2 separate regions of the Mus musculus genome follow, and region 2 is linked to region 1. Evidence: chromatin contacts called from public HiChIP or PLAC-seq data. All regions are on one chromosome and are shown on one strand. The core of a region is the stretch at or near the end of the contact, and the rest is flanking DNA. Distances in the headings are between cores, read along the strand shown.

Region 1 (7,364 bases), core at 2,064-4,563:
TTTTGAGCAAAATTTGAAGCAAGCTTTATTAAATAGTGGCCAGGAGGATACCTAGGATCCCCGAGAATGACTGACAAGGCTACTTCTGCCTTCATCCAGTTGGGGACGTACTTCCTGCCTAAACAACTCCCACCTACGTGTGATCAAGCGTATCCTGTGCAGTTAAGGCAACCAACCTTGTTCACAGAAGCGAAAATGCTTGCTTGTTATCTTACATGAACAACTCTCAGCAGTCTAGGAAGTTATCTGTCCTTGGGCAAGTAGGCTTGCAGGTTTAACTGTCCTTGGGCAAGTAGAACTTACAGTTTAGAGGGCACTTTTATTTCATAGTTCTCTTAAGCACAGTAATTAAAACTTAAAACACAGTATTAGCCCTCACAGTGTATGTATGTGTGTGTGTATTGTGTGAATGTGTGTATCTGTGTGCATGTATATGTATACAATATATGTGTATTATGTTTGTGCGTATCTGTATGTATGTGTGTATTTGTTTGTATGTATGTATGTGTGTATGTATGTTTGTGCAAGTGTGTATATGCTTGTGTATTGTTTGCATGTATGTGTGTATGAGTATTGTGTGTATATTATATGTGTGCATGTGTGTGTATCTGCATGTTTATAACCTCAGGTACCAGTCCTTGCCTTCTACCTTGTTTGATGCAGGCTTTGTTTGTTTTCTGCTATACACACCAGGACAGCTGGTCTCTGAGCTCCCGAGTTCTCCTGTCTTAACATGGAAGCGCTGAGATTACAGACACTGTGACACAGTTCTAGCTTTTACCTGGGTTCTTGGGATTCAAATGCAGACCCTCATGACCAGGCTGCCTTTTGAGTTATCTCCCCAGCCTGCCATTGTTCCTTAAGAGGTAGGCATAGTAAGTATACATCTAAACTAGGGAATGGAGTTTGGAGGATCATTGGGAATTTGAGGCCAGCCTGAGCTATACTACCTGTTCTGGACTAGTCAGGACTATATAGTGAGAACCTGAATCAAAACAAAACAAATCCACAAAACATGTCTAGTGTGTATTGGTGGCATCTGGATGCTGATCCTCTGTCCTCCAACCTGCATGCCCCTGTGTTTCTATTGGGACCTCAGGGCCACACACACTCATATAGAATTGGCCAGTAAAAATAGAATGTGCTGGTCTGGAGAGATGGCTCAGTGGTTAAGAGCACTGACTGCTCTTCCGAAGGTCCTGAGTTCAAATCCCAGCAACCACATGGTGGCTCACAACCATCTGTGATGAGATCTGATGCCCTCTTCTGAGGTGTATGAAGACAGCTATAGTGTACTTACATATAATAAATAAATAAATCTTTATAGAATTATTTTTAAAAAAAGAATAGAATGTGTTTAGAGACAGGACTTCAGGGTCCTCGTGGCCACAGTGCAGACTGGATATCTGCCAGGATCAGGTTTCATATCACACATGTCGTCTCGGTGCAGTTAATATTGTACCATGACCTTCTCTCCCTGCAGCTGCACTTGCCATGCCTCTCACACCTGTGAACCAGCCTTTCCTCACACAGATACCACCTCTGTGCCGGGCAAGGACTTCCCAGGACACAGCTCCATGGGTGCTCTTCACCTTCCAGCCTCCTCCAGCTAGTCACACCCTCCTCTTTGTCACCCAAGGATCCCTCTAAAATAAGCATACCTCTGTCCTACTTGAGACTCCTTAGCCTGGACCCTGAGTCTGCTGGATGGGCCTGGGTCTTCTCCAGTGTAACTGGCCCTGTACTTTGTTCTCCACCTGTGCTCTGCAGTCCCTGGGAGCTGCCTTGCTACCTGGAGATAGGAGTGTGCACATACATGTCTGTACAGAGCCCATCAGTCACCATCATCTTAGCGAGCTGTCCTGTCCACGCAGGCACTTATCTATGCTTAACCAGACCCACCCTTCTCAGAAGACCACCTTACTACCATAGCCAGGCCAGGAAAAAACAAATGACAGAAAACCCAGCATGCCCACTCCGCCGCCTGAGCGCCTGACAACCAGCTGCTCCTTAACCCCCAGTCCCCTTCGGAAGTAGACCTGCCACCAGTTTTGACTTACAGTGAGAAAACAGAGGTATTGAGACTAGAATGCTTGCCTGGTTTCACCTAACTGCCAAGGCTCCATGCACAGACTCTCCTCAGACCTGGAGCAAACTCACTTCCTTCGCAGCAGGTAGTAATTTCCATCACCATAACGCCCAACCCAAATGATTCTATTTTATTACCCCTTGAAAGGAAAGATCCCCTTAATCCCAGGGTGGGAGAACTGTGCACGGCGCTCCCTCCAGCAGAGACTCTTCATGGGTAGAGTAGACTCCTGGAGGGCTTGTGAGGCTCCGGAGCTGGCCTTCTCCCTGACCTTAACCTTGACCTGGCACCCAGTACCTATGGTCGTCTGTGCTGGATACATGAGTCATTCTTTAAGATGCATTGTTGACCCAATCAGGTGAGCATAAGACCACTGTCACAACATTTGAGCCCAATTTGAAGCAAACTTTATTAAATACTGGCCAGGAGGATGGACACTAGCCAGGTCCATACCCAGGATTCTCAGAGAGTGGCCACAAATGACGTTAGTCGGGTGCTTATAAAGACAAACCCCACAGGACTACATACTTCCTGCCTTTGTCCAACTGGAGGCAAACATACATCCTGATGTGCGTCCCGCCTCAGCAGCTACAGCTTACATCTGATCAAACACATCCTGTGCAGCTGGGCCAACCGACTTGCTTTCAGAAGTAAAGATATATGATATGGCTTCTTATCTTCCAATGAGCCACAGTGTCCAGTATTCTAGGAAGTTATCTGTCTCTGGGCAAGCAGGGCTCATGAGTTAGAGAGGTTTTTGTTTTATAGATCTTTAAGCTTGGTAATTAAGACTTAAAGCAAAACCCTAGCCCTCACAGCATCCTAAATGTGTAGCTTGGAGGGGACAACAGTGAGAAAATGTCAATTTCCAGCCATGTCCTACAACCACACAGCCCGGTTGCAATTGCTGAGGCGGCTGGAGCTACATTGTGCTAACTGTCCCTTCCTAGCTACAGCTGATGTGTTTGCTTAAGGCTTGTTACAGCCTCAAGGTGGGGAGAGTTGACGCAGCTGCTTCATCTGTTCCCTCCCCCACACTCCATTCCCAGAAATCAGCTGATATCCTTAAGAAGTTCTCCATAGCATCCGGTTCTCCCTGTAGACTTGTCCCAGAAGGAGGGAGGATTGGAGAGGGAACCAAAGGGCAGACCCTGATGAGCCTATGTCCTTGTTCTGCCTTGTAAGGGAATCTTAGCTCCCTTCGCCACACCCCTCCAGGTGTCTGCTTCCCACAGGATCAGTTTCAATTTCCCCAGGCAAGAAGCATGACTCAGCAGCTGTTCAGGCAGGAAGGCTGGGCCTACCGAACTTCAGGTTCATGCTGTACTGGACCTGGAGTCTCCTGACCTGCCCAAAATTACTAACATCATTTGTGGCCATTCTCTGGAAATCCTGGGTATGGGCCTAGCTAGTGTCCATCCTCCTGGCTAGTATTTAATAAAGCTTGCTTCAAATTGGGCTCAAACATTGTGACAGTGGTTTGATTTCCCTGTGAACATTCGAATGAAACATTGCCCAGTGAGTACAAGACACAGACGTAAACACCAAAAGAGGCACAGCTGGGAACCTGCGGCAGGAGGATTGCTATGAGTGTGAGGCTATCCAGGGCTTCAGAATGATACACTGTCCCCACAAACCAAAAGCTGGAAGAAGAGCTTCTGGGGGCAGTGAGAAAGAGGACAGCCTGTCCTAGTGACGCAGTGAGCCCCACATGTTACCCCTGACTGTCAGCCTGCAGGCATCTGGCCCCCAGTCCCTCACTAGGTGCTTTCTGGGTTATGGCTAATCCTCTCTGAGATTATGGGATAACAGTAGAGACGATGACAGCTCTAGGTCATTGCTGTCTCTGCTCATATACAGAAAGGCATGAATTTTGGTTTTTGTGGTGATGGAGGGTGGGGCAAGATCTGTGCGTGTATGTGTGTGTATACATACATATACATGTATGTGCAATATATTACACAATTTGTAATACATTGCATACATGTATGTGTATATTAGGGCTGGAGAGATGGCTCAGCAGTTAATAGCTTGCTGCTCTTGCAAAGAGCCTGGATTTGATTCCCAGCATCCACATGGTTGCTCACAAGGGTCCCTAACTCCAGCTCCAGGATATCTCACACCCTCTTCTGATATCCATGGGCGCTGCACAAACAGGCATGCATGCAGATAAAACACTTGTACACATGAGTAAAAATAAATCTTGGGGCTGGAGAGATGGCTCAGTGGTTAAGAGCACTGACTGCTCTTCCGGAGAACCTGAGTTCAATTCCCAGCAACCACATGGTGGCTCGCATCCATCTGTAATGGGATCTGATGCCCAATTCTGCTGTGTCTGAAGAGAGCAATAGTGTACTCATATACATAAAAAAAATAAATAAATCTTTAAAAAAAATTTTTTTTTTTTATAAAAGGTGGTAATGGTCTTGTTCTTGCCTAGTGTGATTAACACCTTTCTCACTGATGGGAGTCCTCCCCTCAGAAGGGTCCCCTGTGCCACTTCCCAGTCAGCTTGCACTCCTCCCAGGTGTAACTAATGCTCAATATTTTTTCACGGCAGGACTCAGAAGAGCCATAGCCTAGAGGCAGCAAAGTGGCTCAGGGGGTAAATGTTGTAGAAAGTATTTAAATCCTGGCTGGCCTAAGGTTTCTACCCCACCTTAGGCCATTTAAATTCCTGGGTGAAAGACAAAGCAAGGCCTAAGACTTATATTGACAATAAGCCTTAAAACAGCACAACACCTGGGCAGCTCTACTCTCCACGCTATCAGAATCTATTTTCCTATTGATGACCCTGAGGGTTACTTATTATGTTTCATCTGGACTGTTCTTAAATCCAATTGAGCGACCCTAAGGGCCACGTTCTCTTGACCCCTAACTCATGGCAGCTTCTCCTGCCTTCTTCCTCTTCCTCCTCATCTCTCCTCCAATCCCAAGCTCTGGAAACCTAAACCCCATCTATGTCTCTCCTGGCATCTTTAGTTACCAATCAGAAATAGCTTAGGGGGCTGGAGAGATGGCTCAGTGGTTAAGAGCACCGACTGCTCTTCCGAAGGTCCTGAGTTCAAATCCCATCAACCACATGGTGGCTCACAACCATCCGGAATGAGATCTGACATCCTCTTCTGGTGCATCTGAAGACAGTTACAGTGTACTTAGATATAATAATAAATAAATCTTAGAAAGAAAGAAAGAAAGAAAGGAAGAAAGAAAGAAAGAAAGAAAGAACTTAGGGTCAGGGTCACTCAGCATCTTACCTGGGGACTCTCTAATCTCTGGGGCAATCTGCCTGGGTGTTTGGGTTTTTTTGTTGTTGTTTAGTTTTGTTTTTGGTTTTTCAAGACAGGGTTTCTTTGTGTAGACCTGGCTGTCCTGGAACTTACTTTGTAGACCAGGCTGGCCTCGAACTCAGAAATCCGCCTGCCTCTGCCTCCCAAGTGCTGGGATTAAAGGCGTGTGCCACCATGCCCGGCTTTTTTTTTTTTTTTAAGATTTATTTATTATTATATGTATGTACACTGTAGCTGTCTTCAGAAACACCAGAAGAAGGCATCAGATCTCATTACAGATGGTTGTGAACCACCATGTGGTTGCTGGGATTTGAACTCAGGACCTTAGGAAGAGTTGAGCCATCTCTTCAGCCCCAAACAGCAGACAAGCCTCTTTCTTTCTGTCTTTCTTTCCTTGGGGAGGTGTGGGGGGGTTCGAGACAAGGTTTCTCTGTATAGCCCTGGCTGTCCTGGAACTCACTCTGTAGACCAGGCTGGCCTTGAACTCAGAAATCCGCCTGCCTCTGCCTACTGAGTGCTGGGATTAAAAGCATGCGCCACCACGCCCGCCCAGCTCTGGCTGGGTGTTTAATGTATTAGCATTTAAACAGGGCAACCTACTACAGGTGAAGATGCTTAGACTGATAACCTGAGACCTGGGATCCTCAAGATGGAAGGAACTGACTCCCAAGGACTGTTCTGTACCTACACATGCATGCTGTGGCTTGCATATCCCCCTCCCCCACCACACACAAAATAAACAAATGTAACAACTTTTTCAAGAATTCAGAAAGAGTCTCTGAATACTTTGCATTGATATAAAAGACATTAGCTGACAAACTCTTAAAGTAAAAATCTTTTTTATTAAATAATAAACCATGTATCTTTCTGGTTTCTCAAGTTGATGCTGAGATAGCTACAATCCAATTGAAGCATAAACAGAGAACAAATTCTATTAGAAAATCTGGTTTGAGAGAAGTTTGACAGAGTAAACATGTACTTTCCTTAAAGATGAAGGCTCTTAAATACTGTATTGAGAAAGTTCAATTTTAGTCCCTTTAGTTGCCAAAAAAAGAAAAAGAAAAATTGGGAGCTGGCAAGCTCAGCATAAAAGTGTTTTCAGTACAAGCTTGACGACCTGACTTCCAACCTGGGAACCTGCAATAGAAGGAAAATACTTACAAAGATCTGGTCAAGCGGAAGGTTTTTATTGTTGGTCTGAAAGACAGAACAGCTGGAGGCATCTGGAGAGTCCAGAGCAGAGAGAGAAAGAAAGAAGTAGTCTGAGCATGGCCAGCAGACTAGACATGGGCAGGGCTGTCTGTGAGAAAGGAGAGAACAGTAGGAGATAGAGATCAGTGAAAAGCCGGAGCACACACGAACGCACATGCACATGGTGGGGGGGCGGGGGGGGGGACAGACACAGAGAAAATAAGGTTTATAAGAATAAGTAGAAACCGGCAGGAGCTTAGGGTAGGGAGGAGGCAGGAAGGGCTAGGATGCCAGCACAGACTTTGAAATGTGTACCAAGTTATATTGAGGGAGCCTAAGGCTAGCCTGGACTTTGACATGCTGAGAGACACCACAGGCATTTTGTTAATGGGGAAGCCATGTGTCCCTTTTGCCAGAATTAGGGGAAATGGCTCCTTTTGGCAAGTGGGAGCCACTTTCATGAGTTTCTGAGGAATGCTGGCTTTTATCAAACCAACAGAATTCCTCATCAACCAGACTGAGCTCATCTCTGGATACTTGTATGGCCTTTTGGAGTTTGGGGAATTGAAGTTTCCTTTTGGACCTGGCAGTACTGACCTCTGACTTTCTCATGCACACTGGAGCACCAGAATACCCCCAATAATGCTAATAACATTTAAATGGGCATATTCAGTGCAATTCATTATGTATAATTAAGATCAAGGTTTCCAAATAACATATCTGTTGTAATATAAACTGGAGAAATGAGAGTATCAACATAATCTTTTGATTACCATGAACTTTTAATTTTATAT
Region 2 (7,213 bases), core at 3,141-5,640, 430 kb before region 1:
ACACAAGCTGCACTGCTGACCATTTTGTGTGCTTTGTAAGTAGACATGTGCACTTCTGCTGGCTCTATGACCCGGAGTAAACTGTCAGCATTTATGTTTAGCTCTGATATTATAAAATGGCATTTAATGGTAGTTGTACTAAATTATACTCAGTAGTATGTAAACGAAAACACAGTATCAACATTTTAAAATTTATAAACTTTTTTCTTACTGATTTCTATCTTAATTCTACTATGGCAATAAAATAATATTTCAATACTTTGATAGTTTTAAGCCTACCCCTATGTTAAATATCTTCCAGGTATGCTTGGGAAAAAAAAAGTACTGTCTGAATTCAGTGTCGTATTCTACTGAATGATAACAACCCCACCCTATCCTTACCCACCGGATGTTAGGAAAGTACTCAGGAACACCACTGCATCTGCACTGTAAACAGCTTCTTTCTTTACATATTTTGTTTTATATATCCTGAAGCTTTAGAAACTTCATGCACTTTTACTTCCTAGACTGAACCTTTGCAAAAAGATCTTCATCTCTCTCTCCCTCCCTCCCTCTCTCTCTCTCTCTCTCTCTCTCTCCCTTTCTCTCTCTCTCTCTCTCTCTCTCTCTCTCTCTCTCTCTCTCTCTCTCTCTCTCTCTCTCTCTCTCTCTCTCCAGTGAATCTGAGGCTAGAGAGATGGCTCAACAGCTAAGAGCATTTGCTGCTGCTCTTCCAGAAAACTTGCCTTTGGTTCCTAGCATCCATCTCAGTAGGTGAACAACCACCTGCATGTAACCTCAACTACAGGGAGCCAATATCCTCTTCTGGCCTCCCTGGGTACCCACACACACGTGCACATACATTCACAGATACACATCCTTACACATAAATAAGACACCTTTACTTTCTATGTACTACACTACACTTTTCTATGCTTGTACTATCTTTCTTCCAGTGTTCTTATAGCTATGCTATATCTCTTCTGAGACCACACAGTAAGATTTTTGCCTCAGTTAGAATTTACTCAAGAAAAATAAAAAAATCTGTTCACATTGTGTGTGTGTGTACCTACAGGCTATCAATTTTTTTCCTTCTTCATCATCATCATCATTTTTGATGACAGAGCCTTACTTTGTAGCAGGCTGGCCTGGAACTCGACATGTAGACCAGGCTAGCCTCAAATTTACAATTGCCTCTGCTTCCTGAATGCTGGGAATGAAGGTATACACCACCATACCCAGCAAAAGCTGTACTTCTAAATAGCCAAAAGCAAAACACAAATGATCATCAACAGATAAATGAGCAAACAAGTTGTGCTATATTCATACAATGGGACACTAAACAGAATAAAACAGGAGGAACCTTGAGATAAACCAACCACTAACACAATACAATTACAGCAATTATGCTGAACTAAAAATAAAAACCTTTATTTCATTTATTTAAAATGCAAACTAATTACATTAACAAAGCAAATCAATTATTACAAAGGAGCCAAGGGAAAGACACGGGGTAAGAAGGGATGGGGACGGCAAAGGAATACAAGGCTGACATTCAATAGAAGTGCATGTTGTCTACCAATTGAGCCCATTAGTGAACAAGCCAGTGCAATATTCATCAACAACCAGGAAAAGGGAACTAACATGTGTGACAATACAAGAGTGTCAAAATTCTTTTCCTAACTTAAGGGAGGTAACAAAATAAGGGTAGTATTAACTGCAGAAAGGAAACTTTCTGGGCTGAATATATTCTTAAGTCTTAAACTAGTCGTATATGTTAATTATAAAAAAATAAATTTCATTTAGATTAAAGGTGTATGTTTAGGTTGTCAGTACAAAAATAACACTTCAAAGTAAACTCTGAGGAGGTCCAGTGACCAGCCCAAATCGGGATCCATCTCAAAGGCAGGCTCAAAGGCCTGACACTATTACTGATGCTATGATGTACAGACAGAAGCCTAGCATGGCTGCCTTCCGAGAGGCCCAAAAAGCAGCAAGACACAGATATTTATACCCAATCAGTGGACTGAAGTTGGGGACCCCTGGGGTTGAATTAGGGAAAAGCTAGAAGAAGCTGAGGAGGAGGGTGACCCCATAGGAAGACCAGCAGTTTCATCTAATCCAGACCCTGAGATCTCTTAGACACTGAGCCGCCAACCAGGCAGCATACACTAGCTGATATGAGGCCCTGGACACATATACAGCAGAGGACTGCCTGGTCTTGCCTCAGTGAGAGAAGACACACTAACCCTCTAGAGACTTGGGGTGGGTTGGAGGTGGAGACATCCTTTTGAAAACTGGGGGAGGGGCGTATGGGAGGAGGAACTGTTGGTGGGCGGACCAGGAGGGGGATAACAACTGGACTAAAAAAAAGAAAAAGATTAAAGATAATTTTAAAAACAAGTAAACTCTAAGCTGATGAGCTGGCTCAGTAAGTAAAGGCACTGCTGTCAGTAGAAGCCTGACAACGGGAGGTCAATCCCTAGGACCCAGTGGTGGGAAGAAAGAACCAACTCCTACAAGTTACCCTCTGACCTCTTCCTATATGCTGTGCTATGCACACATCCTCCCATACAATAAATACGTCAATGTAATTTTTCTGTTGTTTTGAGATAGGGTCTTTCTATGTAGGCTTGGTTGAGATTAGCCTGCCTCTGAGATCCACCTGCCTCTGTATCCTGAGTACTAGGATTAAAGGCATGCACCACAACCATCCAGCTACAAATATAATTTTTTAAAAAGTCACCTTTGTTAACACAGTAGGTTTACTATAATTTAAAAACAAACAATAATGAGTGTCATCAACAATGGAGAAATACCAAAACACCAATACACTGCTAATGGAAATATTAAATGATACAGTAACTTTAATAGTATTATTTGTAGAAATCCTCAAACAGAAACCACACTGAACGTCTACCATCCACTACCTGGCTCAGCAGTAAGGAACAGTTACAGAAGCCTGAGCACCTGAGTTCAATCCTCGGAACCCATATAAAGGTGGACGGAGAAGAGAAACGCCACAGGCTCTCCCCTCATCTCCAGACGTGCCACTGCGAGTGCAGGCACACCCTACCCCCATTATGCAGACATAAAAAGAAAGTAAGGAATAAAGAAACTACAAACTTCCAAAAATTTTTTACACAATGTAATTCAAATACAACATGACTTGTGACATACAACTAAAATTCTAGCTAGTATTACAGTTGAAGGAGGAGGATTGTTTTAGGATTTAGAGACCAGGCAGGACAATAGCGTAAAAATCTTGTCTCAAAAAACAAATGAATAACCTACAGCTGGTTAGGTATTTGCTATCCAAGACCAGAAACCTGAGTTTCCTCTGATTTTCATATGCACACACAAACAATTTAAAATTTTTAAAATATATTTTTAAGAGAAAGCACATAGAAAGAGTCAAATAATTGCTTAAAAAATTAAGTTCTCAGAAAAAGATCAGAGACAGTTACAGTCTTTCTTTCAAAAGCCCAGAATTCACTTCCTTTACCTCCATAGCCTCCTGAGCGACCTCTGGCATGTGTGACTGAGGAACCAGTTGTACGAGCCCTGTAATTAGTTCTGCTGTACTGCTCTGAGTTTCAGGGCCCTGTTTTCTTGGATTCTGTAGGAGAAAAACAAACTTCAGTTTTGCTTTTAATAACTGTATTTATTATTTATATATTATTTATTATTTATATGCATGTGTGTAGACAGGACATGGGTGCAGGTGGCCATGGAGGCAGAAGAGTGTTGGCTTCCTTGGAGCTGGAGCTACAGTCAGTAGTGATCTGCCTGCCTGTGTCTGGGAACCAAAGGCAGGCACTTTGGAAAAAGCAGAAAGTACTTAAGCACTGAGCCATCTCTCCGGCCCCGTCAATCTTCACATTCTGGGTTGGGGGGGTGGGGGTGGTTTTGTTTTTTAAGACAGAGTTTCTCTACATAGCCCTCACTGTCCCAGATCTCACTCTAGACCAGGCTGGTCATGAACTCAAAGATCCACTTACCTGTTATCCAAGAGCAACGTTAGCTAAAAGATATTTAAGTTGGACCAGGCATGACAAAAGTCTTTAAAGAGACCATTCTAACACAGTGCAGAGAAATGATTGGGGAATGTAAGAAATGGTAGTAGCTGGGAACACATAGAGTGACAGGAACCAGGACAAAGATGGTACAAACACAAGACACAATCAAATTACTTCAACAAGATCCCATGATGGAGACCATCTTTACATTTCTCCTAGTAACTAAGGTTTAGAATTTATGTGTACAATATTGTTTTACTTTCCTGGGTTACTGAGGAAAGTCACTTAACCACTAGATGGCAGCAAAGAAAGCACTGTCCATGAAGCTAGGCAGCTGTCCTGGGTAGTGACAATTAGCCTATCAAAGGAAACCCCACCCACCCTCTCAACTCCCCCAAACACAAAACAAAGCCCACAAAACGCAGGAGTAGGCCGGGGGTGGAGCTTTTGCCTGCTTTACAAAACTACCTGATTCTGGTTCAATCATCCTCATCAAGGGAAGTAAAAAGGATTCCATAACTCTTGGAAGACAGCAAATTTTACTTAAAAACTATTTTCCCTCAAACAATTCAACCCTTGTTCTTCAAACAATAACCTATTTAACATGAAAATCACTGGTGACCCTGGTTCACTGGTGAACATAAAACTGCAGCCAAGTAAACAGAGTAACCCTAGCATCCTGTAGCAAGCACAGTGAGATGTCACCACAGTTCATGCCACACACCCGAGAAACCAAAAGAACAAAGTTAATTTTCAGAGTCCACTAACAAAATTTTTAAAACTTTTCCAAACTAAAGATTTAACTGTTTATTCTATTAAACTCTCAAATTTGGGTGGACTTTTCAAAAAACACAAAAAGATAATAGGTCTTCTTTTGGGGTAACCCATACTTTAGGAACTTCATCCACTCTGGCTCTATTATCTCTCATTATCAGAAAAACTATTCATATGTAAATATTTTTTAAAATTCTAGAGTGGAGGCATGACAGTACATTTCTGTAATTCCAGCACTCAGCAACATCTAGTTCAAGGCCAGCCTGGGATACCCAACAAATCTGAGGTCAGTATGTCATACATAATAAATTCAATGCCAACCTAGTATACACAGCAAGATTTTGTCTCAAAAATCAAACAAAAACACGTGTGTGCACACACACTCAAAACGTGGGGTTCATAGAATTCTTGAAACCACAGCCACTTAGTCATGAATGCCTTCATTTTAGTAATTTGAAGAGCATAGCTGCAAAACCATAAAGCACCAAAGGATGAGCCTGACACTGAGTAAAGCAGAAGGCTTTACCTGATGGTCTAGAGACTTGATAGGCCTAGTGTAGCCTCCCCCAAGCCTGAAGCAAGCTGAGCCAGACCTTGACTTTGCTATGCCACTAAGGAGATCACCTAGGGTGGAGCCTGCCTCCCTGGATCACTCTGCTGTTCAGCCACTGCCTCTGCTGCTACCTGCTGGGAGTCCGCCTACACGTGGTCACCTGCAGCTCGGCTCCAAGGATGATTTGGCAGGAATGGGCTTCCCCCCTCCTTTATAAAGCGTGTCTGCCATTAAAAATTTGAGCCTTGATCAGAATACTGTCTTGGTTCCATATCTCTCTCTTGTCCACCTAGTTTCCCTCTTCTTTTTCAGTTCCAGGCTGCCTCCCAGGCTCGAACCCAGACATGAGAGCAGCAGGCCGACCCCAACAGTCTAGGACTATAGAGACTTGATAAAAGTTAAACAGACCATCCTGTGAACAATTCAAACTGTTTTACTTGGACAGTAAGAATGCTAACGCTAACTGTATCTTACTAAAAATAGCAGTAACTAATTTTATTGCTTACTATACACTACGAATTGTTCCTAAAAGCCTTACACAATCTATTTCACTCTTAATGGTCTCTCTGAGGTAGGAACTATATTACTGCCTACCTTTTCAGATGAGAAGCCTAAGGTGCCGAGACTAAGTAAAGCAGTCCTTCCCCAGAGCCTGTGCTTTTAATCCTTTACTCTCACCTGGTTACACTATTTACATCAGTTCTTTATTACTCTGTGCACCAAAGTGAAGCTCTCAGGAATATAATACCATTTGCGGGAATAAAAAGCAGAGCTATGGCAATAACTGGATACTAACCACTCTCATTTTAACTTTCTCTTCTAATATGGTTACAGGCAGAGCCAATGATAATAGAAGGCTGATCAAAGGAACACACAGGGAGCTAGCTATAGAAGTTAACTCGCTTAGCAATAGCAAAAAGAGTGAGCAGTTCAGATGCTGAGCACACCGATTTTACAGTCATTTGTCCCACCTGACCCCAGAAATAGGTCTGATTATAATGCAGAACAAGGGCAAATGATGCTACTATGGACAGTTCAATGCGGAGGGAACGGTTAGAAAATGTGATCTAAGTATATTAGAATTCCTGGAATTGGCTTTCTTAGCAATGTTTTAGAGGTTACTCATAATTTAAATGTATTTTGGCCTTTCAGTTCAAATAGATTAGTGGAATAATTTCAAAGCATTTCATTAAAAATACTTACACAAAGCAAAAGCTTTGGGTCTGCATGAATCAGTTTCACCATGGACAAAAGAAGACATTTGTAGCTCCTTGTCTCTAGGTCTGTAGGCTTTTCTTTAAATTTAAGGCTTGTTACCTTTTCTTTAAAGGTGAGACTCTAATAACAAATCAAAAACATGGCATCACCTTAGAAACAATCAGACATCAGATTCAGAATAATAGCTATACTTTATAAAAGAAATTATTTAAAATGCTTTGAAAAAAAACATTTCATACCACCAAATGTATGATACTGGTAGAAACATAAGCTAACAAGCATACATTTAATATTGCATTTTTTAAAAATGTTTTATAGCATTTATATCATTCTTATATAACAATCTAGTAATATATAATAATAATAATAATAATCTAAAACACTAGAGGCATAATATCAAGTTGACTCTTGGGTTCAAAAACTGGTTCTCAAATATGAAAATAGTAAGAGGAAAAATAATGTATCTATATCACACATGAATATACATACTAGAGAATTCAAATTAGCAAATACTTATATCACATGCACATACACAAATACACTATACACTGTAAGATGCATCACTTGGCTGGACTAAAAGAAATGAAAAACTATTGTGAATCCTCGATATCACACAAAGGAAAATAAACATCCACTTTCAGATAGAAGTAAAGGTATGTTCTTTTTTTTT

Evidence for each region. HiChIP or PLAC-seq counts read pairs in DNA pulled down with a chosen protein or histone mark.
Region 2: a contact with region 1 is called in an H3K27ac HiChIP or PLAC-seq map of embryonic stem cells, with 5 read pairs. The contact joins two enhancer-like sites. A contact is called at or near these places in 1 of 15 datasets of contacts at CTCF or cohesin (the NIH/3T3 cell line), 1 of 484 Hi-C or Micro-C datasets (bone marrow-derived macrophages) and 3 of 115 datasets of contacts at active chromatin or transcription factors (T-cell acute lymphoblastic leukemia and embryonic stem cells).

What each region holds. Positions count from the first base shown.
Region 1 is chr11:78,998,565-79,005,928 of GRCm38.p6, reverse strand. No RefSeq gene overlaps it. Among named protein-coding and RNA genes, the nearest start is that of Lgals9, 17 kb to the right of the region's middle. Within about 2 kb of position 3,313, at least 150 of the 459 cell types and tissues checked have an H3K27ac peak or open chromatin away from gene starts, as enhancers often do. A contact at or near this core is called in embryonic stem cells, where this site is marked.
Region 2 is chr11:79,424,963-79,432,175 of GRCm38.p6, reverse strand. It overlaps Nf1 (neurofibromin 1), which reads right to left. Exons shown (of 58, transcript NM_010897.2): 13 at 6,529-6,663; 14 at 3,485-3,598. Among named protein-coding and RNA genes, the nearest start is that of AU040972, 55 kb to the left of the region's middle. Within about 2 kb of position 4,390, at least 43 of the 459 cell types and tissues checked have an H3K27ac peak or open chromatin away from gene starts, as enhancers often do. A contact at or near this core is called in embryonic stem cells, where this site is marked.